Regions from separate parts of the Gossypium hirsutum genome. Here region 2 is linked to region 1. The links are chromatin contacts, called in public Hi-C maps. All regions are on one chromosome and are shown on one strand. The core of a region is the stretch at or near the end of the contact, and the rest is flanking DNA. Distances in the headings are between cores, read along the strand shown.

Region 1 (5,363 bases), core at 1,529-4,028:
ATCTTTCTTTCGAGTCTTAGATCTATACAACGCACTACAAACTGCATCAAATGTGATCGTGTCCTTCCTATGAAGCAATGTGGTGGTAAGATGATCATATTCATCAGGAAGGGAATTCAACAACAATAATGCCTTGTCTTCATCTTCAAATTTCTCATCCAAATTTAGCAAGTCTGCTAAAATTTTATTGAATGAGTTCACATGGTCATTCATCGACATACCGGGTGCATACGTGAATCGATAAAGTTTTTTTTCATATAAAGCTTATTTTTAAGACTTTTCGTTAGAAACTTTTCTTCCAGTGTATCCCATAACTTCTTCGCTGATGTCTCCCTCATGACAGAGTACTTCTGCTCTTTGGCCAAACATAGGCGGATTGTACCACACGCCTGTCTATTGATCTTGGCCCACTCCTTATCATCCATCTTGTCAGGTTTTTCTTCAAGGGCTATATCTAGCTCTTGCTGACATAAGACATCCAGGATCTCACATTGCCATATACCAAAATTATTGGTACCGTCAAATTTCTCTATTTCAAATTTTGCATTTGTCACAGTAGTCCTTGCTGATGACAATGCTGCTGTCATTTTTCTCCTCAATCCCAACTACTGTATACGTGAACAGTACCGTATACGTGAATAGTGCTATATACGTAAATAGTATCGTATACGTGAATAGTGTCGTATACGTGAATGGTACCGTAAACGGTCATATTCCCCAAGTACGAACCTGGCTCTGATACCAATTGTTGTGCGGAAGTGTGTGAAAGAGTAAAAATATTGTACTGAAAAATCACACTAAGTTCAATTCCCAAGAAAGAGAGGTAGATCACGAAGATCATTTAAATACCAAGTCTTTCCTAGCCAGAATATCCCTCTATCGTAATTTAATAGCACAATAAATTACTACAATCACATTCACAAAATATGCAAAATAAATAATAAAGAACACCAGAATTTTAACGAGGTTCAGCAAATTTTGCCTACGTCCTCGGGTACTACCAAATATATTTCACTCCAAAAATTACAAGTGAAATTTACAAATAGGGAGAGAGAATAACGCTTTAAGTAGAGAATGGCAATTATGGGATGTAGAAAGTAAGAAATGGTTAGGCCTATTTATAGTTGAGGTTCAAGGATCAACTTGCAATGTCCCTATACAATTAGGGACCAAAATTGCAATTATCTCATGCCAACTTTTAACCCAACTTGCCAACCAATCTTACTTTCTACTTTGGGTGCCCACCCTTTTTGACTTTTCAAACAATGGGTGGGTTCCAATAGACCCTTTAAAGAAAAGCGTTTGAACCCCACCAAGGCTAAAATGATAAAACATTTCCTTAGTAAACCTAGGCGTTATTGTAAAAGCTCCATGAACCCCTTTGAGCTCTATCCGGAGTAAAGAGATAAAACCCCGAAACTAAAATCGAGTATAGGCATCTCAAGAATAATAACTCTAAGGAATGAGACACTTCATAACAAATACCCACTCTCAACACTTTTAGGAAAATATAGGCCTTCATTTATTATAAAATGTTATAAATTATTTTTATATTAATATTTACATATTTTACATTTAAATAAAAGATATTGATATTATTTAATTTAAATTGGATTAACGAACCCAACTTAGGCCTTAGCTACCACCTCAGTGCCATCATTACTTGGTGTGAATAGGGGGTGGTTGATAAGTATAGTAAATTAGTGAATGATTAAGATAACAAGGTGAGAACCCATTAATTCACTTATAAAAGTGTAGGACTTAGTTAGAAGAATGATGAAAATTTTCTACGTTGGAGTTTGGGTTCTAATTCTTAATCATTTGTTGAAACTCAATCCTATACAACTAACCCAAAAGTTTGTGAAAAGTCAATCAACTTTAAACCAACAAGAAACAAAATTTGAGCTAAATAATCATTCCAAGGTTTGGGAAAGTCGTATTATTTTATTGATTGCAATTATGCTCTAAACTCAGTCCATTATAACCAAAAGAGCCATTCAAAGACAAAGGTTTAATTGATTTCAAGGTTAATGGTAGTATAACTATCATCCCCATTTCAATTAGTTTTTGGATGTTTTATTTCAACTTTTTCTAAGTATCAATAGTGTAACAATTAAATCAATTTATCAATTTAGTCATTAGTTTGAGTATTAAATATTAATTTAAATATAACATGGAGTATATTTAAAATACATGAATCAAATTGTAAACAAATATATAAGAACTGCATAGATAGCTTAGGTCTAATTAAAAAAAAATTATTCTCACTTTTTGTTTTTGAACAATTTTGATGTAAGCTATTCATGTATTAGATATACACATGTTTGGAGTTTGATCCATACGTTTCAAATATGCTTTAAATCATATTAAAATTCACATAAATGCCTAAATTGACAACTAAACTAAAGAGAAGACTTGATTGATATAATACTAATATTTTGAGGGGTCAATTAGAATGCATTAAAATTTAGGGATGAATTTAAATTTCAAGTGATGCTTGAGGATGTTTGGTGAAAATAAGCTATAAAATAAGAATCTCATATTTGCCTCAAATGCATGAAAAATATTGGATTCAGTGAGTGATCTTAAATTAATAACTGTGTGTTGTTTGAAAATTGCAACCTCCAAAATCACCCATCACTTCACACAACTTGTCTTGTGAAGAAACAAACAACAGGTTTTGTGATCTTTCTTGCCTGTTTTGTCCTTAAGACATGGACAATTATGTATATATCTCTTTTCCTGGGTATTAGGATAAGAAGGGTATAGGCCAAAAATGCTGCAACAAGTTGATGATGTAAATGCCAAACTGCACCATCAATTGCCAGCTCTCAGTTTAACATAGATACATCAACATCTATCTTGTAAATGCACATTTCTTCTTCTTTTTTTTAATCATATGTGAATTCTAAGCAATAGGCCTTTCAAGTATGTTGTTCACAAGGGAAATTCCTATCACTTCACCAAAAAAAATTGACTGGAAAATTACAATATATATATTTTTTAATTTCAAAATATCACACCAAAAAATTTAATATTATTAACAATTAAACCTAAATTTTAAAATCTAAAATTTACAAGGACTAAATTCATAAAAATAAAAAATACAGTAACTAAATTCTAAATTTTAAAGAATACAGGAATTTGTGGCATTTGTTAATCAAATGGAAATGGGTAAAGTTCAGCCTGCTTTTTAATGGAATGAGTGTGATGGTGGAGTGAAAATCTGCCTACTTTAGGACCTGTTCAGTTACCTCAGTAAAATGAAAAACCTGAAAATATATATCCATTGCCAACAAAGCTTCCAATAGGCTCCGTTTAGCATTACGGTCCAACATGGTTTTTGAGATCAAAAGCTGTTTCTTCACAGAAAAAGTAATGCTAACCCAATAAAAACATTAAAATCATAGTTAACCAGGAGTATTGGTTGCTTACATCATCTTTTAATCATATGATTGGAAATTTAATTTTTGTTTAGGGAAATGAAACATATTTTATAGGAAATTTTTTTAATTTTGCCTCTTGTTTTTTAGCATTTGGAAGTTGAATTTAGATAAAACAACTTAATTATCCTTATATTTTTAATGTTATTTATTATTTTAAATATGTACTTGTTTTACATTTCAATTTTTGATCCCACATTTCAAAGTAATGGACAAACGCTTATAAATCGGTAAACCACATTTTTTTCAAACATACTTCGTTTTCAATCAAGCTTTTCTAAACAAAGTTTATTTTCCCAACAACAATGCTCTCCTATTTATGATCTTGTTAATGAAACCCCAATTTGAAGCAACAAACTTTTGGATTGATTACTAATTTTGAATAACATGTTGAGGAAGGAAAACGACCCCACGTTGACTAGTCAATAATTGGACGTACTTATAATTTTATATAGCTAAAGACGTGTTTTTCGAAAGAACAAAACCGTGAAGTTGATTGCAAACTATCCTTACTAAACACAACAGATAGAACTTCAAAATTACAGTTAATTGCCATAGAATTCAAGAATTATCATTCGTACAACACAAGAGACGGGTCCAATTCATCCAGCACTAGAAATTTTTTGCAGGTTCGAACAATAACAAGTTGGCAATTTATGACTTGACTGCAAAGAAAAGAAGATGATGGGGTTGGTATCAAATCAAGAAAGAAAGGGATTCCAATTCTGGGAATATGCTTTTTTCTCATAAAAATCAAACAGAATAAAGCTGGCCCCATAAAACCTGAAAGATGAGCCATTATCAATAGCCATTGTGGAAACTTCAAACCCCAAATCATTGTGAACAAACACTATTATTACTTCTTCATTGGCTATATTGTTGTGGACCTTGGTCCATAGTGGAGTTTATACATGGCATCTGACTATATATCTTACTTCCACCTTTTTTTTATTTCACAATAAAATCAATGATTTATGGACTTAAAAGACTGCTATGTTTGAGACCAACTTGAATAGAGGGGAAATACAATAGGTGGCAGTGACAGTGTATCAAATTATTGTATTTTAGCATATGGAACCTGATTGGCTTCTTATCCAAGCTTTTTTATTTTTCAATGCTAATCCAGTTATATATGTTTGGAAATTCAAGGACATGGAATAGAATGTCTGCCTATATGGCTAATGGAGTGAAACTATTTGTTTGAATTATATATATCTTGAACAAAGTGAAGTTATATAATCAAAAATATTTGTTTCCTAGTTTATATATAATTGAGTTCCTTCCAGTAATTCACTACATATATAGTGAGAATATTATTTTATCACAATAATATGTAAACTCTGGTCAAATTTTAACTTTGGTCTTTATAATTTAATTCTCGTATAATTAATTCAAGATTTTAACAGTACCGTTGAATATTGAGCAATATAGTGCTAAGTTTTTTTTTAAATTTAATCGAACAACTTAATGTAAAAAAAGCAAAATTATATGGCAATCAAATGCTTAGAGTACTTTTTTTTTTGAAAAAAAAAACCCATTACATTACTTTAACAAAAATAATTTGAACGTGTTAATAATTTAAACTAATTAATACATTATAAAAGCGAGAAAATTAAATATCAAATTTTCATATATTTTAGTTAAAAATATAGAAGAAAAAGAAGAGAATCAAATTCCTATTACGTGGCATCGATTTCAACCTATCTTGCATTGTCCAGTTCCTTCAAGACAACAGCATATCAATCAAGGGTTTTGCGTTACAAGTACACTTACACGATATTTGGTTAGAGGGAATGAAACCTTATTCATTAAATGATAAAACATTTATTCGTTTAGTTGAATATAATACTCATTTAGTAGAATAATTATTATTATTTTATTATTTATCTTTGTGTAATAGTTACTTTTTGAATTTTTTGG
Region 2 (5,084 bases), core at 135-2,634, 300 kb after region 1:
AAGATTGCAAGACTCTTGGATTAATTTAAGCGTGCGTGCTGATAACATATTATAAAACAAGAATAATATATAAAAAGATATATATGATACTAGGGGGATTTCTATTGCATTCTATTATTCATCATCATCATCACAACTAGTATATTCATATATATATATATAGGGAGAGATTAGACTCCTCATTTTTTCTAATACATAAATAGGAAAGGGGTTATAAGGAAATGAAATGTGAAGAGTTAAGGAATATGAAAGGTGAAAAGTTGATTATAATGAACATTCACTTAATAGCATTCATAACAAAAACAAAATTTTTTAACTTTAAATTTAATTAATGAATTGGCACAGGTTCAAAAACATATAAATGCAAAAATATTTTTGTTTTCAATAATTTTAAAATATTATCTTTTACCCTAGTTCAAATCCATATAAATCTAGGAAAATTTTAATTTATTTATCATATTTCTATAATGGAAAACATATGCAAAATGTATTTTTATATTTCCATTATTGAAAACAAATTTTTTTCCTGTTATCAAATGTATTTTTCAAATTTTAAAAAAAATAAAATGAAAACCATTTTTTAAAACATGAAAATAAAAATTCCTTTTTTATTTTATTTTAAAAATAATTTTTATTTTCTTTCTTTTTTTAAAAAATAAAAAAACTTCTTTAGTACTTATTTTCCTATAATAGAAATTGAGAAATAAAATAAAATAATCCCGCACTTATATGAATTTGAGCCAAGGTAACAAGTTTGATAGTTAATACTATTGAATTTTTTTTTTAATGTTTATATGGGTTTAAAAACTAGAGTCAATTCATTTAAACTTTTCAGTTTTACATAAAATAAAGATTAACATTATCAAATAGTTCCATTTTTCATTTCCCAAAATTTATTTTTAAAATTTTCAAATAAATAAAATTTTTCAATGTTTTCTATTTTTCAAGAAAAAGAAAACAGCCTTTATTCCCTAAAATCAAACGGAACTAAAAATTTCACTAAAATTTTCAAAGGTGAAGCCAGCAAATTTACAGAATTCACTCCAATATATTTACTAAAATATCTCTCTTCTAATGTTACTATTTTACATATTTTTAACTTTTAATCTCTTAATTTTATAAGATTTTCTACATATATTTTACTTTTATAAATACATTTTTTTATATACTAAAAATCTTAAATTTAGAAAATATTATAACAATATAAATAAAACATTAAGAAACATTTTAACCATGTAAGGGTTGGATGAACAAGGACAAGTTGGAGTCGAAAGCTGAGGTATTCAACGGATTCCAGTATTTATAAATGAAATGAAATTCGAGCTGATGGAATCCAATCGAATTGGATCAATGATGAGGTCTATATGAGTTAGTTCAGAAGCAGAAGACTTGAGAGGCCTGGAAGAAACTGTTTGTATAAGGGGTTAAGCCCATTGGCTTAGGCCCAGATTAAGGGCTAGGCCCAATTTTCTAAATTCTTTAAATCTCCTCCTCTAAATCTACTATACTAACAAAAATGCTTTGCTTTAATACTAAGGTTTTGGACTTTGAATTTTATGTTATGTTTGAATTTATTTTAATTACTTTTGAGTTAATTATTCAATCTAAGTTTTTATAATAATTAATTTATTGAAATTATTATAACTTACAAATAAATTTTTTAACACTCCTTGAAAATGAAATTTTAATTTAATATATAACACAATGCATGAATTCTAATTAGAAACAAATATACGGATGAAATTTTAATTTTTTGTTTGAGCAAAATAATTAACAGTAATTTTGAGAACAAAAAATAATGACAACCTAAACTATCAATATAGTTGGTTATGCATCAGTTTTGACTATATCATTTGGTGTACATTGTTTTAATCGAAAATAGAAACAATCAATTCTCTTTTTTCACTGTAGTGAAAATTTTAGTTTGTATCAATTTTATTAGTTTATTCTATCTAATTATGATCACACAGATCGAAATATTGTGTATCAACTTATGTATAAATAATATTAAAAATAATATAAAAATATATTTATCATTTATATTAATAAATAATAAATGCTTTAATTTTAACCATTAAACTTTACTGACTTTAACTTTTAAACAACATAAAAAATAAGTAAACAACTTGTATATCAGGGAAGAAGAAAAGAAAAGAAATGCAAAATTTCTAAAAGCTTCACTTCGTATAGGATGATTTTATTGTGAATAATTTTATTGTTTAATATTTTTTTTAAATTGTTAAATGATTGATTTTTGTTTGTGAAATTTAGTAATGAATATTTTATTCTCATTCATTTGAAATCTATAAATATATATTTTAAAAATGTTAATAAATCTGAAACGATACAATCACAACATGCATATACCTATTTATACCAATTCCAATTCTAATAGAAAAAAAAATGTTCCATATATTGCCTATCTTGATAACATCTTATTTTACATATTTGGAACAGGATTGTCAATCGTTCAGAAAGATCAAGAGTAATCTTATAATTCAATTGATATTATTGTTGTAATATACGTGTAATATACTCTAATTTAAAATTTTAGAATTTGTGGAGGTTATATGTAGTTTAGGAGTCATAAAAAAAAAGTTAAGCATTGTCAACTGTCATATTTTTTTCAAGTCTTTTCTTTATCATTGATTGGAATTATTGGGACCCACATGTTTCCTAATCAGTAGGCCTCTGTTAATTTATTATAATCCTGCTTAATTATCAAAGTTCTTTAAACAAGTGAATAAAACAATATTTTAAACTTTAAAAAAATAGAAAAAAGGTTTCTTTATGTATATAATACAAAATTAATATTTACATACCTAAATGGTATGTTAATACCATTATTTATCAAAATGGTATGTTTTTAATATTGTTGGGGGTCGAGGGTGATAGGGTGGCGGCACCAACATTTTTTTCTAGTGCAAACATGGAACCATCATTAGCATATGATTTGTATTTAAAAAAATGTATTTAAATGGTGGACGGAGTAGGATAGACGACACTTGTATTTTGTGTCCATACACAGGTGAAACTGGGTAAAAATACGGGTTACACGAGTGAGGATATTTTAAAGGCGGAACCTAGTGGAGGGTCCTTGACTGGTGGCACCCAGTGGAAAAGCCTTATTTAAGCAGTGTTTTCTTGAACGATTTTGAAGATAAGAAAAGAAGAGGAAAATTTTTTGTTGTAGTAGAAGAGAAAATATTGAAGAATTTGTAAGGTTAGTATATACCAATTTTATTTTTTTACAATATATTTTTTTAAAAATAAAATATTGAGAAATTTAATTATTTTTATATATTTAGTATTGTAGATATATAATCAATTTTTCGTATGCATTTATCCATCGAACTTCATTTATTCAAACAGGACTTATCATTTATTGGGCATTATCAGATATGTATTCAATTTTCATATGCATGACAACTACATAATTGTCATACACAACATTCAATTTAAGCATATAAATGTACAAATTTAGTTACACGAACTTACCTCGTCACTTGCTCGTATACAGAGATCTACTAATCTGATATTTTTTTCTTTTCCTCGATCTAACTCTTTATTTGATCTTTCCGGATCCAATTAGGCTTGCTTGATTTTCTTTCTCTTTCCTAGGGTTTCAATAGAATTTGGAGAAGAAGATGATATAATTTGATGATATTAGATATTTATTTTATTTATCATCTTTTATTTATTTCAATTTCCAATTTATTCCTTTTCTTTTTCTAATTTTTCATGGTTGAATCATAAAAAGTAATTACTAAATTTCCTTAATGGTCTAATTACCATATAAGGACTTCAAGTTTTGAATTCTATAGCTATTTAATACTTATAGCTAATAGAACTCAACTTTTGCATTTTATTCAATTTAGTCCTTTCTATAATTAAACATGAAATCGGTAAAATTTTCTTATCGAAATTTTCATACGTCTTTCCTATCATAATATAGACCATGCAATAATATTAAAATAAATTTTCTTTCTAACTCAGATTTGTGGTCCCGAAACCACTGTTTTGATTTTACTGAAAACGGGTTGTTACACTATAAGAATGCAGATTGGCAGAAACTAGTTGTGAAAATGAGTAAAATTTAGTTTCAAAATATGTTTTAAATGTTTTTAATACTTCCACAAATTAATTTGAAAATGTAACTTGTCTTTTCAGAATACATATGCAGTGTACGAGTTAAAGCCACTCGATTGTTGAGAAATTCAGCAGGGGTATGTTAATGAACCACAAGTGTGAGTGGATGTGAGCAAATGGGGGAATAATAGTCGTAATGTCTGGGAAGTAATATGACATCCAGATGAACTGCACAATTAATAACATCATTATAGTAGCACCAGTCAAATAACATAACTAAAGTAATTAAATGTAATGAATATTAGTAAAAATTACCCCCTCCTCGACGTGTGTTTCAATCATCTGGCGGTAAATCGGAAGCATCTATGATCTCCCTATACTCGAAGAAGAACTCCATCTATGAAAAAAGTAAACTTGTTAGAACAAATTTTCGTAAAAAATTCAAAATTTTTGTTATAATGGTTAAATTTTATCACCTATTCACGAGTTGGAAGACATATGTTTGGTGAGTAACTGATGCCAAGAATGGCATCCTATAAAGCGCCCAGGACTGCAATAATACCAAACACCCGCTTATGTTTACGGCATGAAGCTTTTTCATTCGAAAAAGCTCGCGATACAATGTACCCAGTATTAGTGAGCCCTAATTGTACGAATGAGCAGCGTATAAATCAGATAACAGGGGAAAATATGTAATAGCCCGATTTTGGGCCTAGTCGGAACAGTGGTTTCGGGACCACTATTCCAAGGCCAGAGAAAATTATTTTAGTATTATTTTATGTGTTATAATATGATTTTATAAGTGCATGTTAATTTTGGTATATTAATTTTAGCGATTTCTAGTCCAATTTCGAAAAAGGACTAAATCGCGTAAAAAGTAAAAGTTGTGTTTTAATACCTAAAGGTGTTAAATTGCCTTGTATCTTAAATTGGGGGTCTTTAAAGTGAAATTAGGCCATTGAAAGTGTGATGGCCGGCCATGGGAGACAAAATAG

What was found. A called contact is a pair of places that touch in the nucleus more often than the background predicts.
Region 2: a contact with region 1 is called in a Hi-C map of leaf, with 2.1 times the contacts expected there. The contact joins two enhancer-like sites. A contact is called at or near these places in 11 of 34 Hi-C or Micro-C datasets (callus, fibers, hypocotyl and 2 more).

Annotation. Positions count from the first base shown.
Region 1 is chrA06:25,834,558-25,839,920 of Gossypium_hirsutum_v2.1, forward strand. No RefSeq gene overlaps it. Among protein-coding and RNA genes, the nearest start is that of LOC107962825, 4.0 kb to the right of the region's middle. Within about 2 kb of position 2,779, at least 1 of the 9 cell types and tissues checked has an H3K27ac peak or open chromatin away from gene starts, as enhancers often do. A contact at or near this core is called in leaf, where this site is marked.
Region 2 is chrA06:26,137,812-26,142,895 of Gossypium_hirsutum_v2.1, forward strand. No RefSeq gene overlaps it. Among protein-coding and RNA genes, the nearest start is that of LOC107963569, 2.6 kb to the right of the region's middle. Within about 2 kb of position 1,385, at least 3 of the 9 cell types and tissues checked have an H3K27ac peak or open chromatin away from gene starts, as enhancers often do. A contact at or near this core is called in leaf, where this site is marked.